Regions from separate parts of the Mus musculus genome. Here region 2 is linked to region 1. Evidence: chromatin contacts called from public HiChIP or PLAC-seq data. All regions are on one chromosome and are shown on one strand. Each heading gives the region's core, a stretch centred on a gene start, on an enhancer-like site or on the middle of the called end of the contact. The rest is flanking DNA. Distances are from core to core; before and after follow the strand shown.

Region 1 (2,700 bases), core at 183-2,682:
CAGCTGGGAAGCTTGTCATCCTCATCTGTGAGGGAAAGGAGGCGGGCTAGGGGCCTGAGGGAGGGAGAGCAGAGCTGGAGGGAGGGAGGGAGGGACAGACACTCCCTTTCTGACCAAAAGCAACCCATATACTAGAAATTCCAGTTTGTACTGAGCACTTAAAAAAAATAAATATACATATATATGTTTTAAAGGATTTTATTTGATTTTGATTAAATAATAGTTGAGATTTAGTTGAGAATGCTTTAATGTTAAATTAGACCACAAGCAAGAGCTAAGCATGCTTTCTAGCTTTGCAGAGCTCAGCTATCCAGTGATTGTTTTAGGACAAGCTACCATTGTATTCTTTTTAACAGAGTCAAGAAGTCAACTTTTCAACTCCAGAATTAACTTAAAACTCTTTGGTAAATTTTGCTGCTTTATACCCGCCAAGTCCAGGGCCGGATAGTAAAAGCAGACCGGCAGTTTTGCTTTTGTGTGGGACGGACTGTGCGCATGCGCAGAGGCTCTGAGCGCTTCTTACCCAGCTTTCCTCTGGGACTGGGTAGACAGGAGGACGCTTGTACGCTGTCCTCAGAATAGCGAGAGTGTTGGGAGGAGGATGGAGATGAGGAAATATTGGGAGAAAGGATGTTTCTATAGGGTTGGGAGTGCCAGGAACCCGCGAGTTTGGGTTTGAGGGGTACCCTTGTTATTTTAATTTCCAAATACAATTTCCATTACTTGCAGCCAGGAGCTTGATGGGGTGAGAAGCAGAGCCCCTCAACTGTGGCAGATCCCTTTAGTCTGTGGAGATTGATGAAAACGGACTGGACTGAGGCATCTGGTTTGCTGAGACATGGATGGTGTCTGTCATAAGCCCTTTTAAATAGCCTGCCTGATGCCTGATGTGGGTTAGGGCCCTATGTCTAAGGAGCACAGGAAAACCCAGAAAACTGCAGACCTCCTAACTATGCTGTCCCATGGGCACGCTAATTTGCTCTTGTAAAGGAATCTTAACATCTCTATGCCTGTTTGTCCTCGGATCCCCAGTGACCTCCTAAGAGGCTCACCGGACACCCCATTGTTCGTTGTCTGTGTTCTTTCTCACAGCCCTCTTTCTTAAGGAGTCTTTCTAAGGCTCCCACTCATGACCACGTGTATCTCACGCTTCTGCTAACCTGGCACGGGTTTTCGGCTGTCTCCCACTCTGAGTTCCCCCTTGCAGGAGATTCCAGAGCTGTGACTGCTGCACATCATGCTTGGTGGTTTTCTTTTCCTTACTTCATGGTGTGATTGGGCAGCAAAGAGGATCAGGAGGAGCGATGGCCTCATTCATTTGTTCATTCGTTTCCTCTCACGTGTCCTGAAGAAGTCCATGCACAGAGTATGCTGATAGTAGCTCTAGCGTTCAGCAGAATGTGAAGTGCTCAGCACTTTCGGGGTCTTGCTTCCCTTAGAAATGTCTCGTGCTTGGCAGTTTGCCTCGTTCACATGTTCTCACTTCCCTGCATCCAGAAGCTGGGAATCCAGTCCTGGCAGCTTCTGCACAGAGGCTAAAGATAAAGCAGAAAGGAGCCAAGCTTCCTCCCACATTACCTGGGAGTTGCTGTTGATGGCTTTTCCACAAATGTCCGGGTTTGTCAAAGCCCAGTAAATCTTGGAAAGTTTATTTTCCTTGTAGCATCTGTGTTTTATAATGGGTCTTTTAATTTGTTTTTACTCTGTCTGCAGGGATTTCTTTTGTCCGGAGTTTTCAGACTCTTGGCTTTTTTTCCTTTCCTGTGGAAGTGAGTCCGTTAATGATGACTGGTTTGGGAATATGACGCTCTGCAAACCTGACCTGGGATGCCGCTCCTCCGGAGCAGCCACAAAGCACGCTGGTGCTTCCCCTCTGTCCATTTTCATCCTCAACGTAATCCATTTGCCTGTGAGCTTTGTAGTATAAAATGTTTGAGGAAATGCTGTGTGGTTCCTAGCCCCCCTCACCTGCGTCTGTGGGACCTTGTGTCCGTATGAAGCATAAGCCACGTCTTTCTGTGCAAGTGGCAGGAGCCAAGAAAGACCATGTGAGGTGGTTTCCTTTCCAGAGATAGAAATTTGTTTCAGATACGCTTAGTAAGGCAGTGCTGGAATCCTGAAGCTCATGATTCTATTTCACTTTCCACTGTAAGATCAGTGACAGTAAACACAACTGAAAACAGGTCAAACCGAAGAATCAGAGCTTTCAGCATGATGAGTTTTTTTTTTTTTCCTTTCAATTCAGATTTTTAAATGATGTCCTGTTTTGCCATAGAATTTCTGCTTTAATTTGTCAAGAAACCATCTTATTGGAATTTGGTCTTTCCTCCCCCACCCCCAGTGAGATGCCCATCTATCGTGGAGACTGGTTTCCCTCTAAGGGATCAAAGCTCTGGTGGATTTGGATAAAGACCCGAAAGCCCGAAGGCTTATGCAAGTTTATCTATATAGCCTAACCCTGGAAAGCTGGATAGGAGTCTTAGAAGAGCTCATTTTCTCAGGAGATTTTTGGGACTTCCTCTGTCTGGTTGTGCCAGGAACCCTGTGAGAATATCCATTCTTTCTCACTGCATTTTTCACTTGCAGGTCTCGTGTCTGCCGGGATGGGAAAGTATGATCGTGTGGAAGTGTTTTATGGGTCTTAAGGCTTCATGAAGTCTTTCTCTGAGGCTGCAGCTAGGCAGTTTCTGTTCTGTGGTG
Region 2 (2,700 bases), core at 23-2,522, 390 kb after region 1:
TGTTAAAGATAAAACATATATATATATTATAAATGCACACTGCAGATAAAGCTTTATTAGAAAACACACTAGCTGACAGGCGGTATGAAACTTCAAGTGTTTTTGATATATAGCATGGACATTTTGTTTTGCATATTGGAACATAAAGCCATCTTACAACTGTGAAGTGTGTGTTTGTCCTTTGTTAACATCTTGCCGTTGCCTGGCAATAGTGTCTGCCTTTCCTTTCAAGTGGGTGGGGCCTCGGTGCCTCTCTGTTTGTAACCATGGGCCCTCAGAGTGAAGTTCGTTCAAAGTCTCCTCCATCTCGTGTTCCTCCCTGGGTTACGGGGCTAGGTTCACAAAGACCCCTGAAAAGCAGAACAGGCAGGCAGTGTGGCTCTCATCTCTGTTAACATCAGCACAAGCCTGCAGTTGGGGGGGGGGACCGTCTCCTAAGTAGAGAGCCTCTGATGCTCTTTGTGCACTTGTTTCTGAAGAGTAACTGTAGCTTTGAGCCTCGGTCTGGCACTTCCTGGGGCAGCTGGCTGTGCGAAGCTGTCAGCCAACTTCATCCTCATAAATATGAAGAGAAACCCTGGCCTCAGGATGGAGGGATTGAGGGAGAGGAACTCCAACTTGGGCTTTTGCCACATCAGGTGAAGAAAAGGAACCCGCAGAGAGGTGACAGCCATGCATGGACAAGTGTCTATGTGACTCTCACCCACACGCTCGTCCATCCCCTAAAATGTTCTCTCCAGCACCATGGTCTCCACTTAAGATGGTCATGAAACTCAGAGAGGCCAGAAGAGGGATGCTTTTAAGGCCTCTTGCCCTGGCTCTGCCTTGTGGCTCTGTGGGACCTCTGGTCGGCAGCTTTGTATTACTCCCTCACAGACAAAACCTGGATTTGGCTCAGGGACAGGGAAGATGGCTCTTCACTCCCAGGTCCCTGCCTGTATCTTTCCAAAGATGGTACCCTGCCAGGATGCTCCCCGCCCCCCCCCCCCCCCCTGGAACTCGGAGGGCTGGGTGTGCGTTCCTAGATTCTCTCTAAGCACCTACTCGGCTCAGTAAGAGAATCGTCTCAAAAGAGGTGTTCAGCTTTGAGCAGCCCACAGAGTCCTCCTGACTTTCTGGGAAGCATAAGCTACCCTGGCTGCCCCACCTGGGCATGGCAAGAGCAGGGCCTGCAGTGGGATTTGTGGAACTTTTCCTGCCCCTCTGAATCAACAACTCAATAAAAAGGGTGCACATGGGACCCCGTGGAACAAAGGGCACCATTCAGTAGCACCAGCAGGCCATACATCATCGGCTCAGAAGCCTGCCACATGACACTGCCTGCTTCTGCTGTGCCCTGCTTGGGGAGGAAAAAAATAGCCGATTACTGCTCCATTCTGTGGCCAGTAATCCCAGGGTTCCACTATAGCCAAGGGCTCAAGGCCTCGGCCTCGGGCAGCTACCCCACAACCCTCTGCAACGGAAGGTCCTAGAATCACAAAGAAGAAGTTGGGTCAGACTGACAAATTGTTAAAAAACCAAAGCGATTTCTTGCCTCAGCAGGGCCTCGGGGGGTCAAGAGGCCTCTACTGGCTCCTCTAATGGAGCCTGCTAGAGGAGTAGCCATGCAGTGTCTTATCTTACAACATAAAATTAAAACCCACTTAAAAGGCCGGAGGGCATGTTAACATTCCGCCTGCTGTCTAATTGAAGGAGTTCCCAGTGCAAAGGATTTTACTTGAAAGATGTCTCCCTCCAAGCCTGGCTCTCCTGCCTGCTAGGGCAGGGGTGGCAGGGAGGGAGAGATTGTCATTTCAAAGAGCTCAGGCCAGAAAAGCACTGCTTGTGGCCCCCAATGATGGAGGTGGGGCCGGGGCGGGGTGTGTGTGTGTGTGTGTAGGGAAGGGGCAGGTGGTGACAGCCAAGGTTAGAACAGGCTAAGTTTTCTAGTTTTGCAAAATTTACAAATTCATTAGCAGTTATGTCAGCAGAGGCCAGACTCAATTCAGGTAATGATTCAAATATGGTGAGCCCCACAGCCAAAACCTGGCAGCCTCTGTGGCCCAGAGGTTCCTACTCCACCCCCACCCCCAAAGCAACCCCTATGCAAATCTCTCACAGGTCTCCAAGGCATACGGAATCAATCAGGGACATCCTGTCAAGGGTGGTGAACTTGCACTGGCTATCCTGAGTAATGGGAACCAGTCAGCCCCAAGCCGGCTGGGACTGAAAGCCAAGGTGACAGCTATTAAGCAATCGCGCGCAGAACAAAATGGCAGAGGGGCCCGGGTAATCAATTCAATTTCAATGGGCAGCCCTCGCAACTGCAGCGTCTGTCGCTGCCGATTAGAGAAGGCCAGCCTGGAGCTTTCAATGCAAGCCCATCACAGATCAGAAACAGGCCCCGGGATGAAAAGGGAATGGACGTCTCCTGAGGAGCCTGCGATGAAGGACTCTGTTTTATGTGACCGTGTTCTTCCTCCTTTCCTTGAAGAAAGAGAAGGGGGAAAAAAGCCAGCAGTTTGGAGATTAGATAGTTTTCTTTTCAGCCATTCATCATTATGAAGGAAAGTAGACAGGGCAAGAGCAGAAAAAGCTCCAGCGGGATTTCTGCAACGTCTCACTGCGAAGGACCGACTTTATACAGCAGCCCACCAGCCCCTGCCGATTACCGCAGTCTGATGGGGCCTGCAGAGCATCCAGGGTCCCTTTTCTCCAACA

Evidence for each region. HiChIP or PLAC-seq counts read pairs in DNA pulled down with a chosen protein or histone mark.
Region 2: an H3K4me3 HiChIP or PLAC-seq map of embryonic hindbrain shows a contact between it and region 1, with 4 times the contacts expected there. The contact joins two enhancer-like sites. A contact is called at or near these places in 2 of 39 promoter capture datasets (the C10 cell line and cranial neural crest), 3 of 115 datasets of contacts at active chromatin or transcription factors (embryonic basal ganglia, embryonic hindbrain and embryonic midbrain) and 1 of 9 other capture datasets (embryonic stem cells).

What each region holds. Positions count from the first base shown.
Region 1 is chr11:85,523,874-85,526,573 of GRCm38.p6, forward strand. All of the region lies in intron 15 of Bcas3 (breast carcinoma amplified sequence 3), which reads left to right. Among named protein-coding and RNA genes, the nearest start is that of Bcas3, 170 kb to the left of the region's middle. Within about 2 kb of position 1,433, at least 82 of the 459 cell types and tissues checked have an H3K27ac peak or open chromatin away from gene starts, as enhancers often do.
Region 2 is chr11:85,915,934-85,918,633 of GRCm38.p6, forward strand. It overlaps Tbx4 (T-box 4), which reads left to right. Exons shown (of 9, transcript NM_011536.3): 9 at 1-164. Among named protein-coding and RNA genes, the nearest start is that of Tbx4, 31 kb to the left of the region's middle. Within about 2 kb of position 1,273, at least 41 of the 459 cell types and tissues checked have an H3K27ac peak or open chromatin away from gene starts, as enhancers often do.